Regions from separate parts of the Astyanax mexicanus genome. Here region 2 is linked to region 1. Evidence: chromatin contacts called from public Hi-C data. All regions are on one chromosome and are shown on one strand. The core of a region is the stretch at or near the end of the contact, and the rest is flanking DNA. Distances in the headings are between cores, read along the strand shown.

Region 1 (5,774 bases), core at 1,975-4,474:
TGCTTTTAGCAGTATAAGGATGACTGGAAGAAAGGAAAATATGCTTTCTAGGGTGACAGTGGCATTTAGAGGAGCTGCGGTGCAGGGAGAATTGAAACCACATGAGACGCACCGGTATATATGCTTTGGCTATAAGGTCACGCTATAGACAACTTAATTGAGTTGAGTTTAATGCTGTACGATATCGAGCAGCGTACTGATCCATAGAGAGCTGTGCCTGTGGGTAATTGAGGTCTTCTGTGATAATAGACGAGGTGTGTAGTGTGGTTGGGTGAGGCTGGGCTGTGCAGACATGCGGTGTTCTGCTGGTCGTCTGTTAGACTCATGTGTTTCAGGGTTAGTTAGACTCTGTTTCACGCTCCATTTCTCTCTGTCATACAGCGCTAAGGTAGAAATATAGGCCAAGGTACGCAGAAAAATAGTGCTTTTATTTGCTGGGAGAACTCTGGCGTGACCACAAGGAAAAAAATACATTGGTGCAGATGATGCTCCCTCCAGTGCGTGTAATACATTTTTCAAGGCTATGGAAAATGTTTTTGTTGTTCAGAAGTTCAGTTTCCACACAGGAGTGTGGAAATATATAGTTATTCAAAAAAACATCTTTCAGTTTTGCTTTAATAACTCCTATACTCACCTTTGTGTATTTATGCAGCGTAGTTTAAAGATTTATTCTCAATTGTAATCCAGTTCCAGTTCCCTTCTGCTACAGACAGATCTCTTCCCCACATATAATGCGTCAAATCTGGAAGGAAGAAAGTAGGACTGACCTTGGCCACACTCTAAAAAGTGATTTTGTGTTTTATTCAGAAGAACTAATATTATCAAGTTGAGTAAATTGAGTTGAGAAAACTTCAACCTGAAAACTTGTTGAACCAATAAAAAATATGACAAGCACAAACTAATAGGTGGGATAGGGGAACAGATTGCAAAATTAATTCTACACTCTAAAAGGTGATTTTGTGTTTTAGTCAGAAGACCTAACATTATCAAGTTGAGTGAAATTAACAGTCAGTACAACTCAATAAAATGAGTTCAGAGAACTTCAACCTAAAAAAAAACTTTAAAATGCTTATTGAGCCAATGAAAAAATGTGATTTCAAACAACTTTTAGTTATACGACACTGCTCTGTCAATGCTCTTTCTATAGTGTTGGTTTATTTAGCTTTCCCATGATGCTCCTGGCACCATATATTTGCATATTGGGTGAGGCCCCTCTCTTACTTACCATCTTTGTGTTGTCTGTTGCCCAAAGCTTCCTTATCCTAGGCGTGCATTAGTGCAAGATGTGTTGATTGCCAGGCCTCAGTGTTTTAAGCTGTAAAAGCAAGTTATCTATGTTTTGTGTTCCGAGTTGAATAAACTTAACTGGTTCAGCTTATCACCTAGTGTTGCATCAAGATTGGTTTAGTAAACTTAAAATTGTATATATGTACAACTTAACTAAGTCAAAGCAAAATAATGACTGAGTTAAGTTAAGCCATTTTTTTTTCATCAGTGCATGCAAAGAAATGGCTATTTTACGCTAACAAGCTCAACTAGTTGATAGACTAAAAAAAATATTTATTGGCTCAGCTTAACTCAGTCAAGTTATCATTTAGATTTGACTCAGTTAAGTTGTAAATATAAACAATTTTAAGTTTTTTTTTCAACTTGACTGAGTCAAAGCTAGATGATAACTTGAATCAGTTAAATTTATTCAACTTAACTGAGTTTTGTTCATACCACAACAGTTTAAAACGTAACACATTTTTTTAAGTATTGCAGACATAAGAAATTATCCTAATTAATGCCTAGGATAAGGTAGCCTTCGGCAACAGACAACACAAAGATGGTAAGTAAAGGAGACAAGTACGTCTCGCTGCAGCCACAGCCACTATGCAAATATATGTTGCCGGGAGCATTATGATAAAGCTGAATGAACCAACACTATAAAAAGAGCATTGACATGTAGTTTACTAAAAGTTGGTTGAAATCACATTTTTTTATTGCGTCAATAAGCATTTTTAAGTTTTCAGGTTGAAGTTCTCTGAACTCATTTTATTGAGTTGTACTGACTGTTAATTTCCCTCAACTTGATAATGTTAGTTCTTCTGACTAAAACACAAAATCACCTTTTAGAGTGTAGAATTAATTTTGCAATCTGTTCCCCTATCCCCCCTATTAATTTGTGCTTGTCAGTCAACATATTGTGACTTCATTACAACATGGTGGCATCCAGAGAATTAAAAGTGCTGTATTTCATAATGCTGGAGGTGAACAGAGATGAGCTATTCAACGAAAGTTCAAACTCATTATCATGTTACCCATGTTCAGTTCACACTGGATTTCTCCTTTAAAGAGTTCCACCGCTCAATAGGCAGTCATATCAATTAAATCAATTGAGAATCAAATCTTTGAGAAATAAGTAGCTGTGACCTTTTAGTAAGGTCATATATTCAATAAAAGAAGGAGCAATAATATTATTAATAATAATAATAATATTATTATTATTCGCTAGACGTGATTAGACCTAATTATCTAGATCTCTCAGTGAGAAGTATGAGCAGGGGAGCAGTGGCAGTACAGGGGGTTTATCCAGGGCTCCAACATCCTGACCTCATTAATGCAAGGTTTTTCATGCGGTAAAGTGAAATCTAAACATGATGCGATCACTAAAAGCGCATGTTAATGCCAGGTGTAAACAGGCCTGTAGTTACCTTGATGTGAAATGGAAGACATGATGTGCATGGGAAGAAATCTAGGGAGTAATAGTTTAGTTAATTTCTATGAATTGTTGCAAGTTGCAGAAGTTTACTTTGTTAAGCAACAGTGAAATTAAAAATCAGGATAATCCACACAATCCACGGTCAAATAACAACACCACCTACAATCTTCCTCCGTATGTGCCCAATTTTTTCCCCATACTGAACTACAATAACCTGTGTGTGTGTGTGTGTGTGTGTGTCTGAGAGAGCAGGCCTATCGGTGCATCTGCGTGCTTGCATGTGTATTTGTATGGCAGGAGTAGATTTTGCGACACAGAGAGTATGCCAGCCTTGACCCTTTTGACCATTTTCATTTTCATAATTGACCAGGCATGCCAGAAATGTCCATCAGCTAATCCTCTTACTTTGTCCCTAATGCCGGCTCTGTCACAGAAGCTCCATGTTAATGTAACAAGCGGCTCAGCAGCGCCGGCTGAAGCGAGGCCGAGCCAAGGCCTGACGCTCCCTGCTGGCAGACATCGAGCCTATAGCAGCACAGTACCCCCAACGAGAGCTGCTCGCCACATTACATCCCATTCAATTAGCCAGACCTTTAAAATTTAATCATCACATTCCATTATTGATAATTACTCGCACCGTTTGAAGCTGGTAAGGCCGTCACACGGGAGTATGTGTTGCTGTTGTGTGCTGGGCTGTGCTGGGTGGGGTGGTGAGGGGTGCAGTGTAGTGGGGTTTTTACGGAACTAACTGGTTTAGATTGCTTTGCATTTGAGGCCACAGGAAGCACAGGAGCGGCACTGTTTCATTTTGTCTGTTGCTTTTGCCATAAATAACATTAGTTACAGTATGGGCTGAAGAATGGGCCTTTAGTTTGTTGATGCAAGTGAATGTGTGTGTGTGTGTGTGTGTGTGTCTGTGTATCTGTGTGAAGGGAAACTAAAAGGCTGAGGCCACTGGACCGTAAATGATGGTTTATAAATGGTTATGTTTTTTCACATTAGCCATAAAATTAGCCATTTTATCCACCTGTTCTTCAGGAACCTCAGTTGAACTACTGTTTTTTTTTTACTTGTATAACATTGCTTGAATATACAGTACACTAAATAAAATACACTAAATAAAATACTTAGCTAAATATGAACTACATAGAAGAGTGATCAAGTCGACTTAAAAAAAAAGAATAAGAAGCATCTTCACAGTGATGGTGACTAAGGGAGTAAATGCCTAGTATGCAGATCAGTTATTTAATAACAGCAGAAAAATAATTGTATTTTGTGAGTATTATTTTAACTAGAATTTACTTTAAGTTAAAAGCAGTTATTACAGTTTGTTTTACACCAGCATTTTGCATCACGTGTTGTCCCAGACAAGTCCTAAAATAACTTATTAAGTGTGCTCCATTCTAGTGAATGCTGAAATTACATAAATTTACCTTTACCTTCTGAAAATTCTGAATATAAGAAACACAAAATATTGGGCTGTACTCACCTTCTCAATTAAATAAGCAAGCATTACTTGATTTGATAATTGTTTTTAAGAGTGTAAGACCAGTGTACCAGAGCAGTAAGATCATTACTGTCTATATACAGCTCTGGAAAAAAAAAATTAAGAGACCACTTCAGTTTCTGAATCAGTTTCTCTGATTTTGCTATTTATAGGTAAATGTTTGAGTAAAATGAACATTGTTGCTTTATTCTTTAAACTAATGAAATACTGAAATAACAACACAGATGCAGAAATCAGTTCAGAAATCAATATTTAGTGGAATTACCCTGGTTTTTAATCACAGTTTTTATGCATCTGATATGTTCTTCCACCAGTCTTACACTCTGCTTTTGGATAACTTCATGCCACTCCTGGTGCAAAAATTCAAGCGTTCAGCTTGGTTTGATGGTTTCTGATCATCCATCTTCCTCTTGATTATATTCCAGAGGTTTTTTATTTGGTACAATCAAAGAAACTCATAATTTTAAGTGGTCTCTTATTTTTTCTCTCATGTTTTTCTGTTTGTATATACCAAATTAAACCTCACGCTCAAAGTGCGGGTCCAGCCGTGCTGCCCTTCCCCTGCAAGAAAGAGGGTGAAGGGCCTTGCTTTGGTTGGGGCCTAACAGTGGCAGCTCGGTGGAACTGTGTATGAAGCCCACTTTGTGATCAGTAATCCAATGTAATGAAATTTACCCATCATGAAGTGGTAAAATCAGTAATGACATGGATTCATATCAGTACAGTACACACTCACATCAGTTCAGATTCTAACACACGTAATTACACCAGCAGTTATTTATCCGGTTAAACAAGTGACTGTACTGGTCTGCTGGACTTACTGAACTTGTGGTCTAATCTCCGCTGTTATTAAGCAGGGCATGCTAATTTCCCTCACATGTCTCATTACAGCAGTGGAATGTAACTGTATTAAAATGATTCCAGTGCTTGAGTGATTAGCCCTTTCTAATCTAAAAAAAAAAAAAAAAAAAAAAACACGCACAAACGCACTACCACAATGACCCCTCCCCTCTCCCCTACAGTGTTTAGGTGCTCAGCTGACCATCTCGCCTGGTGCCTCACGCCCCAAATCCCCGTCAGCTGACCCTGCCCACTGAGATTGACTCAAAGAGTTTCCACTGCCTTTCTTACACACACACTCTCACACACTCCAGGAGAATTCAGACTATTCACATGATCCCGGGCAGGCGGTCGGCCGGTCAGCAGGCCTCGCTGAGCTGCTGGCTGGAAACACACTTTCCCACAGTAGAGCAGTGGAACACCAGACTGTCGGCACCCTAGCAATGATCAAACACACACTGTAATATATTTCTCATCATTAACCTAGCAGAACGTTTTTCCTGGTCAGTAGAAACAGTTACTCCACCTAAATCAAGATAAACTCTTCTAAATTTCTTTATTTTAAAAGCTTAATTATTATCAGGTGACTATATACTTTTCAAATCCATTTAGGGCGTGTCCATCTCCTTGACTTTACTAGGTGTTGTAATGGGGTTTTTGAGTTCACTAGTACTTTTTTTTAAATAACCAAGTTGTTGATTGGTCCGTTTCAGAATTTTTTGC
Region 2 (5,774 bases), core at 1,586-4,085, 60 kb after region 1:
TTATTCATATCTGAGAGTACATATATATATATGAATCATACCAAATCACTGTAGATAGGCTATTTGTGTTGCTCCTTGCTCTATTCAGGAGTCAATCAGTCCTGTGCTATTGCCTGTTTATCGTTACGATTATTATTCTTCTATTTGAATGGAGAGATGAGTATTTTTGACTCACTGTTTTATAAACTGTACTGCCTCCTGAGTGACCACATTATTGTTTTATTCCTTTCGGGGGAAAAGTGCCACTTAGGAGGCTTAGGAGTCTTTGTCGCCTGTGGTAATAGCACTCTGACATGAACAGAAGTCTTTGTTATGCACAGAACAAAAAACCCACTATATACCTCTTCAGAAGAGACACTTTAAGTTGAAGGAAGATGCTTTAAACTTGACTGCACTCTGTGTCCATGCATGAAGGCACACACATGCACAAATAAATACACACAAAAACAGCCGATAGAAAAAGTAAGTGAAACCTTTGGAATTACTTGAATTTCTGCACTGGTTATTAATACAATGTAAACTAAAAAATACAAACACTCACTTTTTTTTACTGTTCATGTTTTTATTAAGCACATTGAGTAAACATCCACAGCGCAGGCTAGAAAAGTATGTGAACATTTAAATTGAATAACCTTTAGATAATAACCCAATTCGCACAATTTTAAGAAATCATTTTTGGGTCGTTTTGGATCATTCCTTTACCGCAGAACATTTCTGGAAAACATTTTTAATTAAGCATTATGGAACGTCCAGGTGTCAGATCAGCCGAAATGTCCTTTTTGGACAGCAGAAGCTTCCTTTGTGGCGTCATTCCATAAACATCATTATTGTAGAGGACACACAACATTTTTTTGTAAAATGTTTTACTATTTGAGTGCCACCCTCACAGTCTTTTTTCTCAACTTGTAGAGATCTTTCTAACTGTGGATTGATGTTTGCTCCAGCTTTGGTTGCCTTTTACAGCTTAACATATTTTAAGGTTTTCTAGAAGCTGTTTACATTGAAGCATAGTTCACAATCATCCATCTGCCTGGGAAAGAACAGATTTGTTAGTAACAAGGCGTTGTGTGCCTTTATTTCTTAGAAATAACTCCTGTGGAACCCACACTTCCAATCTCATTCTCTTTAACCCATCGCTTACTTTTTCTAGCCTGCACTGTGGATAAAAGTCAATACGAGTCAATGTGGTGAATAGGAGACATGAACTGACAAACTGTACAACTCTTGAGTGTGATAAGTTTAGTTAAATTGTGATTCCATCGTTTTTTACTTGATAATCAGACATTTTATCAATGAAGAAATCCTGGTGTTCCAAAGGCAACCTTTTCTGTATAACGTAAATAAATACACTTGCACCCACTTTGTTTTCTGGTTCAGTGTAAAAACACATACAACTGCTTTCAGAGTGACTGACCTGCTGCACTGTGAGAGGAATGATATGCGGAATTCTTCTTCCAAGCCGCTGTTAAAGGATTAAGATATAAAGAACTTCAACATATGACATTGGTGTTTAACTTGAATGTATTTGTCTTGCTATCAATGGATGTATCCAACCAATGCATTTTACTGTAAAGCAATAATCTGAAGAGGAGAAAAAATATGTACATTGATATTTGAATCATTAGAAAATTGTATGGAGAACTAAATAAATTCTACAGTTTATAAGCGGTGTATGGTTTGGAGTGTGTTTCTAGTATAAAAATGTAATGGGACCATACAGACTATAATCAGCAGGGTGTCATAGCATGGGGTTGTGTAATGCAGATTTAATAACGGAAAGTACATGGAGATCTTATTGCAACATATGCTGCCTTCAAGGTGACATCTTTTTCTGCACATTTTTTAACAATACAGTGATTACATACATGTGAAGAGGGAACACGGATTAGACTGGTCTGCCTGCAGTCTTGGCTTGTCTGTCACCAGTGGAGATTTTAAATTAGAGCTGCAACAACAAATCGATTCAAATCAAATATTAAAACTGTTAGCTAATAATTTAATAATCGATTAGTTGAGTCTATGTTTTTATACACACAAGTACAGTGGCTACCCCCTAATGTATGCACAGGAATTAGTGCCAAATTAAAAAGTAAACACTACCGTGGAAAAATGTAAATTCAATCTACAAGATGCATTGCTTTTTCAGAATACGTGCCGAAATGAAATGCAAAACCACTATTACATTACATTTCACTGCACTTGATCTCATTATTGAAAAAGAATACACAATCATTTACATTTTCAAAACCAAGCGCTAAATTTGTGTCAGAATTGCAAAAATGGACACATTAGGAAAGACCCTTTGGTTATACTTTTGGTCTATTGTCATAAAAAACAGGAAGTTTATATTAATGTTAATATTGTAACCTAATATAAGGTTAATTATTCATGTGAAGACTAAAATATTTAATAATGGTAGTGTGTTCCTTATACAATTCCTTATACAACGTTACTACAAGCTTGGTTTATTAAATAAAATTATGGGAATCAAAATTTGCATTTTTCCTTTTAATAAATAAAAAATAATTGACAGATTATTTATCAAATTAATCGTTAGAACTAACAGTGTGGCAGAAAAATAAACTGTTGAGTCTCTGATAAATCACAGTATTGATATACACATTATTTGTAACGTAATATATAGCTAATATGTACAGGCAAACTCAGAAATAATCTAGTTGCAGTCTTGTAATTAGTGATCCCCAAATCCCCATTGTAAAATAAAGTCTGTTACTAGTCTTTAGATTAAGAGGGTCTTTTCAGAGTCTATTTAAAGTCGCGTAGTGCATGGACAGCATTACAGTTTGATACTCAATGTGTTACTTTATCGCCACTCTGTGGTTTTGTGTGGTGGCACATCTCGAGCCATTTTAAACAATGTTTTCCAAGGTTATCTGAGTGATCGACTAAATGCTCTGTCTGGGTCAGTAACTAGACCATAGGAGCCATCAGAGCATGTCCTGCAGTACCATAAGAGGCAACCGCTGGATGAATTAACGTTACTGTGCTTCTGGGTGCAAGAAATCTAGTAGCTACGCTAACGTTTCCTGCCTGGATCCGCTAGGTTAGCTAGCGAACGCTGACGCTACGTGTCAGAGGATGTATTCATCATTTCTGCATAAAGACTATAATTATGATCATTTAAAAGTGAGCGCAGGAGGTTTACAGATGTAGAAGTCATTTGGATCTCATTTCTACAAACCGATCTCCCTCAGACCTCCCTGGACAGCTGGGCTAAAGGTTAGACCCTACAGATCTCCTCATTTCCCTGTGTTCACCGTCATTTTTGTTTATTTAGGTCTCAAACTTCAGAGAGTCTGATTGTTGTGGAAATAGAGGGAGTTTATAACGTTATCTAGCTGCGTTAAACATTGTATTATCTCCTAACGTTACTGATATAATTCTACAGCAGTATTTAAAGGCTGTTCAAGATTCACATCAGGAACGCACACCTCACTTCAGTTTTACTTTCTATTTTAGTTTCAGTTTTACAGGTTAGCTAGAAGCGCTACTAAGAGACAGAGCTAACAGCTAGTTACAGAAGTTAGTGAGGTTAGCTAGCTAGCTTCCTGTTCACCAACTTATTAAACGCGTAAAAATGACAAGCGTTCAACATAAACTACTGGCTCGATTTAAGGTTCAAGTAAACATTTAACTAGTTAGCTAACCTAGCAAGAAGTTCACTATAACTGCTGCACCGTTTAAGGTGGAACGAAACATATAGCTTAGCTAACCTAGCAAGAAGTTCACTGTAACTGCAACACCGTTTAAGATGGAACGGAACGATGCGTGTGATAGCTGCAGCAGCATTTAAGGTGGAACGGAACATTGTTCGATAGCTGCTGCACCATTTTTAGGTGGAACCGAACATTGTGCGATAGCTGCTGCACCGTTTAAGGTGGAACGAAACATTTAGCTTAGCTAACCTAGCAAGAAGTTCACTGTAACTGCAACACCGTTTAAGATGGAACGGAACGATGCGTGTGATAGCTGCAGCAGCATTTAAGGTGGAACGGAACATTGTTCGATAGCTGCTGCACCATTTTTAGGTGGAACCGAACATTGTGCGATAGCTGCTGCACCGTTTAAGGTGGAACGAAACATTTAGCTTAGCTAACCTAGCAAGAAGTTCACTGTAACTGCAACACCGTTTAAGATGGAACGGAACGATGCGTGTGATAGCTGCAGCAGCATTTAAGGTGGAACGGAACATTGTGCGATAGCTGCTGCACCATTTAAGGTGGAACGGAACATTCTGTGATAGCTGCTGCACAGTTTAAGGTGGAACGGAACATTCTGTGATAGCTGCTGCACCGTTTTAGGCATAATGAATTGTGTAGTTTGTTTAGGTATTCAAATTAATTATAGCACATTTAAGAGGTAACTTACCTCTAAAGTATAAATACCGTATGACTTAAAGTGGGAATAAAATGAACTTTAGTTGGTCCAATATAAATAATTTACCATTAAAGGGTGGAATACATCATTTAGTTAGTTGTTCATTATGAAGTCTCCAACAATAAAATAGAATGAACATGTTTAGATTTAATATAAATGTTGCACAATTTAAGCTGTAATGAAGCTGCCATACAATATAAATTAGATGCTATTTAAAGTGGAATGAAGTTGTTGTAGAGGTACAATATAAGTGCTGTAACGCTACTATTCTAAAGCTGAAATTGAGCATGTTGTTAGGAGTTCAATATGACTTAAGACTGCATCATTTGACATGGAATTAGCTAACATGTAGAGGTTCAATGTAAATGTTGCATCAATTTAGGTGGAATGAAGCTGTGAAGGGTTTAAATTAAATACTCCTATTTGAGGTTGCATACAGCTGTAAGTAGTACAATATAAATATTCAGTATATTAACTTATCCATAATTTTAGGATTTCATTTTTGGCCCAGACAAAAAAAAGTTATTGCTCTACTTTAAATATGAGTGTATCTTGTAAACATGTTTTAAATTCCACTTTCCACTTTGTTTTACTGTTTCCACAGGATATCATTATGAACAGGTTTCTCCTCCATGCTGTTAAAGTAAGGACAGGGCTGAAATGTTTCAGAGGTTTCAGTGTAAACATGGAATCTGGTGAGATGCACGGCATAGGACACTTTTATTACTTATATACAGTACCAGTCAAAATTTTGACACTTTATTATTTTCTTTATTGTAGATTAATATTGAAGATAAAACTATGAAGGAACACAAATGCAGTAAACACTACCTAAATGCATACGTGTTCCTTCATTGTCTTCATAGTCTTCAAAGTCTTTAATATTAAGTTACAATATAGTAAATAATACAAATAAAGAACAAATATAAGAGGTGTTTCAAAACTTTTGTCTTGTACTGCATACAGTATGTCTACACACCCACATATACACACAAACCCCTGTGATCAAAAGGATTTGTTACTGTGGAAAGATAAGTACAAAATTACCTTTTTTCTTCAGTTCAAGATTAAGCATTTTTATATACCAAAATTACAAAAAAAAAAAAAAAATGATGTAAGATTTTGGGCACCCGTCTAAGTCACTACTCACTAACATCCCTTTATCTGGCAGGTGTCACAGCTTGTAAATGCTTTTTTGTATTTGTTTGGTAATTATTTGGGGTACTTCTGTCCATTCTTAACCCAATGCTGCTAATTATGTTTTAATGTGGTTCCTAAACACTTTTCTTAGTACCACAACATAATTCAGAGCTTTAGAATTATCTCTTCTTTTAAAATGTCTGCATTTTATACAGCTGTGGCAATGGGTCTTGCAC

The links. A called contact is a pair of places that touch in the nucleus more often than the background predicts.
Region 2: a contact with region 1 is called in a Hi-C map of muscle, with 9 times the contacts expected there. The contact joins the promoter of dglucy here to the enhancer-like site in region 1. A contact is called at or near these places in 2 of 3 Hi-C or Micro-C datasets (both in muscle).

Annotation. Positions count from the first base shown.
Region 1 is chr14:23,332,842-23,338,615 of AstMex3_surface, forward strand. No RefSeq gene overlaps it. Among protein-coding and RNA genes, the nearest start is that of slc24a4a, 10 kb to the right of the region's middle. Within about 2 kb of position 3,225, the one cell type or tissue checked has an H3K27ac peak away from gene starts, as active enhancers do.
Region 2 is chr14:23,392,799-23,398,572 of AstMex3_surface, forward strand. dglucy (D-glutamate cyclase) reads left to right here and starts at 2,836. Exons shown (of 13, transcript XM_007252548.4): 1 at 2,836-3,240; 2 at 5,003-5,093. The coding sequence starts at 5,012. slc24a4a (solute carrier family 24 member 4a) reads left to right here. Exons shown (of 17, transcript XM_049463548.1): 17 at 1-1,665.